Regions from separate parts of the Zea mays genome. Here region 1 is linked to region 2. The links are chromatin contacts, called in public Hi-C maps. All regions are on one chromosome and are shown on one strand. The core of a region is the stretch at or near the end of the contact, and the rest is flanking DNA. Distances in the headings are between cores, read along the strand shown. Region 1 holds the start of LOC100217097. Region 2 has its middle 3.5 kb from the start of LOC103650776.

Region 1 (3,799 bases), core at 575-3,074, 810 kb before region 2:
TAATGCATTTTAAAGCACGATTAGAAGTCCAGAACAAAGATGTAGAAATGCAGAAATGTTTCAAAAAAAGAATGCTGAGTTCAGTACAATAACCAAGCTGACCAGCCGAACAATTTTAGGTCTATTTTGTGAGTCCAAAAACCGGAGTGGATTGGAGGGGCTAAGAATTTTAGCCCCTCCAATCCACTCCGGTTTTTGGACTCACAAAATAGCCCTTAATGTTTCAACACGATAGGTTAGGTATCTGCGAGAGACAGTTAGATTTTTCCTGTGAGAGTCACAAAGTCCATTTGATAACGCAGATGTTTGACTAATGTGTTACCTGTATTCACAAAGGCCAGAGCAAAAATAGTGATGGGAAAAATAAAAAAACTCAAGTGCACTTTCTTATAGATCGATCAGTAACATACCATTTCACTACAGGTTCCTCAACTATTACTTTTAGCATACTCATTGTGTCTTTTTCTATTTTTCACATAATAGTGCAACCCAACCTTTTTGAGACAGAATCAGTTACAGCTATGATTGTACTCTGATCCAGGTCCGGCCCAAGCGCAACGCAACACATTTGTAGTTTAGGGATACCAAATAATGTATCATGTTCATAATAAAGCTTACCACACTTTTCCTGTCATCAAGGCCCTTCTCTCAACACAAATTAATATCAGGCGTAGTGTGAGCCGTTAGTGCGCTTTCATTCATGTTAACAAGAGCCAACATCCAAGCAGGTCCTTCCATGCTTCCCTAACACGCTGACACACGCCCCACCAGCAGCAGCAGCCACCGGACTTTTACAACCACTCGCACCACAAAGCCTACCTGTATGTGACCAAACGAACAGAATGGAAGCAACCAACTAAAGTAGTGGGGTGGAAGAAAAGATACAGGCTCTACAGTCGGCACTGCCACACATTACTGACAAAGTAAAGGCTAGGCTTGTTGCCTCGATTTGGGTCTGGATCCTCGAAAATCTGCCGAGAGAGAGATTCTGCGAGGTGATCCTCTAAAGTTCATGGAACCGTTACAACCGAGTCTGAGAAAGCAAGGTGGACGAAACCGTTTGCGTCCCGGATTCACGATGGGGTTTTAGCTTGGCTCCTACTCCATCGAGTACATCGCAGGTTCGGAAACCGATCCCCCAAAGCAAACGCAACAGTACTAGTTCACTCCGCGCCTATGATCATCAATTCAACGCACGCGCAGGAAACCATCAAATCCGCAAAAAAAAAAAACTCGAATCATCAGACAGCGTCATGCATAAACCTTGGCGCCACACACACACACACACGGACGATCCGCGACAGGGGGAGAAAACGTGAGCAAAGCCAACGGAAGACGGAAGCGAAGCAGACAGGCACGCCCCGCAAGCCAAGCACGGCGCCGGCGGCAGCGTCATGTGCGGTTCGTCGGCGTGGGCAGATGAGGCCAGGCGAGCGGGCGCGGGGACTTACATGTGAACTGGAGCTCGCGCGGGTGGATCTCGACGAGGTCCTGCCCCATCGCCGCAGGCCACGAGCAGACGCACCGGCTGCACAACAAGCACGAGCGCTGCCCGCCAGTAATCCCCTGGCGTGGCGTGGCGAGGCGATGCGATGCGAGGCGAGGCGCAACCGAGGCCGAGCCGGCGTGTGGTGCGCTACAAATTAGCAGCGTGTCCCCGTCACGAAGCCTCGGCGTCGCGCGCGACAGGGACCGCCCTCCCAATAGGCAATAGCGGTAGCGGCAGGGGAGGCGTCGGAGTGAAGACGACGGGAGGGAAGAAGGAAAGGGCGGAAGGCGGTCGCTCTCGTCGCACCGCGCCGATTTTGACGAAGTGGTGGGACGGCTGGGCTGGACGGGGTTTGGGAGGGAGTTGGGAGTACCTAGGGGACGCGGAGCGTATCCCAGGTCTGGGCCTGGCTGTGTGGGGCCTCCTTTTTCGCGGTGTGGGGTCCAGCTGACAGAACCTTTTGCAGATTGGTCCCTACGCAGTACGCACTACTCCCACCAGTCCACGTCCACCGCAGTGACACACCCTTCACTTGCTCACGACGGAAGTAGCCCTCGTTCGTAAATCCGCGATAGATTGGGGGTGGGTTTCTGAAGCGAAGGCTGCCAGGTGGACCACGCCGCCTTCACCGCCGTGTCGGCTGGAGGAGCAAAGCATACCAGTGCGGGGACGGGGGATTCGTGCTCGTCAAACGCAAACGGTACGGTGGGTCCAGTAGGGCGGCGCCACCTGGAGAGTGGAGGCTGGACGCGCGCACCGGGTTGGCTGGTCACCGTCAGCCCGGATGCTGCACGTCTGCAAAGGAGAGCTGGCCGGTTCGGATTTGCGGAAGCTGCGGCTTTGCTTTGATTTGATTTGGCCGCGTGCTTGCTCCGGTGGTGGTGATCTTCGTTTCTTGTTGTTTTATTACTGTGTCAAGTTATCTGTGTTGGCAGTTGGCACTTGGCACAGGTAAATGGGGTAGCGACGTGTCAACGTGCAAGGGCGAGCATCTAAGGGCATGTACAGTGGTGTTTAATGTGGGGGCTCTTAAGGTGTTTTAGAGGGTTATTTGCAAAAAAATCTTAGAGCCGTCTCTCCGTGAAGAGACGCCTCTGGCTCGTAAACCAAGTAACAACAGACGCCTCACTTCCTACTGTACGAATTTGTCGTCTGTTCTATCGATCTGATGCTATACAAATACATTTAATTCTGTATTTATTAATAGACTACGTTTATAGACACTCCATTGTACAATAGAGTCTCTTAGTTGTCTCCTCTGCTTGGAGAACCGTTTTGGTGTCTCTCCACTGTACATGCCCTAAGGCATCTCCACTAGTCCCAGAAAAACATGTCCTATATTTTGGTTTAGAGAAACATTAACAAAAAAACTCCTTAAATCAAGTTTCTAAACTTTACAAAGTTCTTATCTGAATCTATTTTCTCCATAAATGTAGCAACAGGGGAGGAATAGTCTCGAAAATCATCCACCCGCCAATTCCATTGGCAAAAAACGAGATATGTGCCACTGGTTCGTGTCCTTTTTATCATTAGGAAGAAAAGAAAAAAAAATAACGATGCATCTAACATCAATCTCTCACCACCCCGCGCGCTGGTTCTTAAAAAGTTTTGTTCAACAATCTCTGGTTCTTGCTTGAAGAGTGCATCAAGCAGTTTTGATTCAGAACTGGGTCGGTAATAAAACAGTTTGGCATTGTGATTCTGATCTAAAAGTAGGTTAGTACACCAGTTTTCTCTGGTTCAAGTCGGTTCATCTTATATATATTAATTTACAGCAGACAATTAGTAATTCTTTATTAGAAGTAAGATGATGTGATTTGGTTTAGCAACTTTGATGATTGACAGCCACCATCTTGGTGTGGAGCAAGCCGTAGTATAGGGAAGAGCGGAAGAAACCTACATTTGTCCTCGTGCACTCTCTTTATTTAGTTTAATTAATCCAATGATGTAATGGCACGGGTTCATGATTAAGAGTTGTTTAAATTGTAGTAAAGCACTTCTTTTGCCAAAAGCCAGTGCTAGATATTATTGTTGAGTCGATCGCCTTTGCACGTAAACAGCTGTTTGGCAATATAAGGAGGGTTAGTACGTCCTTTCTCTCTCTGTATGTATATACTTATTTGGCTTTTGTGCTCATGCTATGTATCGTATTTTTTTTTAAAAGAAAAAGTGGTCCAACAAACGCTTTCAGACTTTAGGGTATGTATATAAGTATATATATAAAAGATTGCAGCCCCGGGCCTTTTTAATAAAGAGATTAAAAGGAAAACCAAATGTGCAACCACTCACCTCACCTAATATTTTAAATAA
Region 2 (3,842 bases), core at 1,338-3,837:
TGATGGACTTGTTGTAGCGATAGACCCTAAAGGTTGTGGGTTTGATTGATGACGATGGACATGTTCTGGGATATAGTGGGAGTAGTACGAGGATGTGTGGAGAACCTGTTTTGGTTGATTTTGTTATGCTTCGATGGTTTCCTTCTGCTTTTATATTCTTACTTAACAAGTCCTTGTGGTATGGCCCTTGTTTTCTCCACAGAAGAAACATAATAGCTTTCTTGGTTATGAGTTGTATCTTCCTTTGAATCTTCCACCTCCCCTTCCTCCTCTTAGAGCTGGTGGGTGGAAATTATTCTGAGAGGACTGTTGTTGAGTCCCAGAGTCTTGTGGTTGATTTTGTCGCCCTTGGGTCTGGTTTGTTTTGTCTTCATTCTGGCTTGGGTTGTGGATGCTTCTGACATGCCTTGGGTGAAACCTTCCCTCGAAGCCCATAATCATCTCTACATACCTTTGGGCTTCTTCCCTTCTTTGGCAGAAGTCATTATCTGCTCTAATGTATTCATCCACCTTCTAAAGAAGCTTCTCTTAGGATTGGGAGGTTTTATGGCAAAATACTATGTGGCTGGTCTTGGACGAAGCCCTTTGATCATAGATTTAGTGACTATCTCATTTAGGACTGTCGGCGCTTGAGCTCGCAGCTGAAGGAACCTTTGGACAAAGGCATGTAGATATTCATCATGGTCTTGTGTGCACTGAAATAGGGCCTAAGCCATGATTGGCTTTGTTTGGAATCCTTGGAATCTTGTGATTAACATGTCCTTCAGCTTCTACCACGAGGTCACTTTACCTAGCCGAAGGGAAGAATACCATGTTTGGGTGACGCTCCTAACCACCATGACAAAGGATTTGGCCATCACTGTTGTGTTGCCGCCATACGAGGATATTGTAGCTTCATAGCTCATCAAGAATTGTTTTGGGTTTGAATGCACATCGTACATTGGCATTTGAGGTGGTTTGTACGAAGGTGGCCAAGGCATTTCCTACATCTCTACAGCCAAGGGGAGCATCATCGTAGATAAAACCATCATAGTTGAAGGCTTCATACCGAAGGTCATTATGAGTGTGACCCTCATGCCGAAGGTCTCTGCAATGGTACTGGTGCTCTTGTTGATTTGTGCCCTGTGTGATGTTGCTCAATTGCTTGATCAATCTGCTTCTGAAGCTCAGAGAGCAGAATCATCTTCTCTTTTTATTTTTCAACTTGTTGCATGATGGTTTCGAGGTTGTGGATCTCCCGATCAAGCACACCATCTTGTGGTGTCGGGCTGATGGCCTTCCTCTTCTGGTTCCATGCCTCTCGAAGGAGTTCTTCTTATCCTTGGTTGGGATCCAAAGGAGTGAGGACAACATCGGTTGTTGTCGTCTTCTTCAGCGACATGATGAAGCTTGTCGTGGTCCTTGTGAGTTCACCGGAGGTGGGCGCCAATGTTGACCACTTGTTCTTGATTCCTTCAAGTATAAAAAACAAGGCAACATAGTAAGATTAAGCTTCATCTTCATCTTTTAGCCCATCCTTCTTTGGGAAGAAGGTTAAGCAAAAATGAAGATGGGATTAAAGTGAATGAAGAAAGCACTAAATTGAATGAAGAAAGCATGAGGATAAATACAAAGCAAATTACATGAGATATGATCATAAGCCACATAATTGGAACTAGAGATTACATTCATATCTTCGGCTCTCGAGGCTTACAAGGAGAAGGAGGAAATACAACTTTGAAGGTGGAGTTATTTGCTTTTTCCCATCCAGCAAATGTCTCTAATGTATGTCATTGTTCCTCTATTTATATGCTCGAGGTACAACTTCAGTAGAATTACATTCATGACCTCAAGCCTATACATTTGAACTGTTAAACTTAATGAGGGTAATGCTGCATTTTTCCCATGCTATCCCGGTGAGCAAACTCTTGAAAACTTCTCGTAGCTTCATCCAGCTTCGTCGATTGCACATATGCATTACTATCCCGAAGCTTGTGGACTTCATACCCGAGTTTATGGTTGTTTCATCTGGAGATGCTTTCGGTATGATACCTATAATATTTAAAATAGGCTAGGAAACAAATGTCAACTTAGTGTTTTGAGAACTTTCAGAAAAAGAAGACCCCTAATAGCGCATAGATAAATTATTTATCGGAGCTAGTTCAAAACACCAACGATATATTATAAATTATGTATTTTAAAAAAATAAAACAAACCTGCTTATCAATTTTTTAAAGTCGTATACGCGATCTGTATCGTTCCGATATTGTATCAGTATTCGTGCTACATAGCTAGCAAATCATATACCTAGTTTTAGAGGGTAATTGTGGTGGCTCTAGATTAGTTTCAAATATATTTTTATTCTAAATAACGAATAAAATGATTTATGTAAATATATTTTAAAATATTTATAACTTTAGATCCGCAATTTTTTTAGAGATTCAAATAATATGCTCCATGGACAATGCCAGTTCTCCTAGCCAAGGAGGCGATTCCACGCGACCATGCCACAGGAGATCCGGTTGGCTGGTGTTGGGTGCGGGCGGGCACCCGGGCAGGGGCAGGCAGATGGGTGAGCCACCCGACCTGCCCGCTGGATTCGGTTGCTCAGGGTCAGAGAGAACCCGTGGCTTTCCCGGAAATCGACGGGGACTGCATGCACCCATCGTCGGCGTGTGGGGGCGCCGGGCGCGAGCGAGGTCAGTGGATCCACAGCGCAGCACCCCGTCAGGTTCACGGAGCCAGGCGCGTGGACTGTCGTCGGTCACTGGTGTTGGTGGTCGCTGAGGACCAACGGCGGGTGATGGGTGACTGGGTCAAGTGCCTGCCTCCGTGCCTCGGAGTCAGCCAAGGCGGAGATGTTCTTCCTCAGCTTCTGCACACGTGTGGCGTGGCCTCTTGCCACAACGTTTAAACAAACATAGTAGTACAAGTCAATTACCGTAGCCTTTTGGCAACCAGCTTTCAAAGTCCCCGTCGATCGGTTTATTCTTTTTTTAGAAAAAATAAACAAATTATTCTCTTTTTTATCACTACGGAGTACTATAGTACACATAGTACAGCTCATGGAGCCTCAGAGCCAAGTGGGTCTGTCTCGTTGGAAGACGCTTGATGTGTCGATGGTAGTGCATTGGCTTGTTAGTCCCCGAGTCATTGATCCACTTGTCAACGTATAGGAGTGGATTTGGGGCCGTCTGGGCCATGGCCCATGGAGAGGAGGCCCAAGCGGCGGCGGCTCACTCTCTCCCCTAGTAGTAGCCCCCCTCGGGCCTCGGGCCTCGCCGCCAAGCCTCGGATGGTATCGCGGCCAGTCACTCCTCCTTCCTTATCCCTCACAGTCCGTCAATCCATTGAGTGCATGTGCCGAGGAAACTTTGCGGCCGCGCTGCTGCTGGCCAATGCCTCGGCGTCTTCCTTCCACAGCCTCGGCGACCACCACCGCCTCCCCTGCTACAGCAACGGCAAATCTGAGTCCGCCTCCGCGCCCGCCACCTCCATCTCGCAGCCGTGGTCTTCGCCGACTACAAGCACCCACCGGGTGTGCCCACCCCTTTCCCACTCCTCTCTTTGCCGCTCGAAACCGACCGTCCCAACCCAAACCAATGGATCTGACTCAGTCCAGTCATGGTAGCTGTTAACTTGGATTTCTTCTTCTTCAGGGTTTACTACTGGGTCCGCTCCCACTGGGTCTGCGCATTAGAGACCGACAAGACTGGGAAATCCAGAGATGCATTTTTCTACCGATTAGCTGATCGACTCGGCGTTCATTGCCTTTGGGATCACATTGTTCGTGTGTTTCTTCTACGTTGCCGTCGTGTCCAAGTTGCTTCCGCCACATCAAAATGGATTCCTGGCTGCCATCT

Evidence for each region. A called contact is a pair of places that touch in the nucleus more often than the background predicts.
Region 1: a contact with region 2 is called in a Hi-C map of ear, with 2.4 times the contacts expected there. The contact joins the promoter of LOC100217097 here to the enhancer-like site in region 2. A contact is called at or near these places in 3 of 25 Hi-C or Micro-C datasets (ear, endosperm and tassel).

The regions. Positions count from the first base shown.
Region 1 is chr3:155,925,760-155,929,558 of Zm-B73-REFERENCE-NAM-5.0, reverse strand. It overlaps LOC100217097, which reads right to left and starts at 1,824. Exons shown (of 8, transcript NM_001143466.2): 1 at 1,452-1,824. The coding sequence starts at 1,500.
Region 2 is chr3:155,118,031-155,121,872 of Zm-B73-REFERENCE-NAM-5.0, reverse strand. It overlaps the pseudogene LOC118476812. Among protein-coding and RNA genes, the nearest start is that of LOC103650776, 3.5 kb to the right of the region's middle. Within about 2 kb of position 2,587, at least 15 of the 20 cell types and tissues checked have an H3K27ac peak or open chromatin away from gene starts, as enhancers often do. A contact at or near this core is called in ear and tassel, where this site is marked.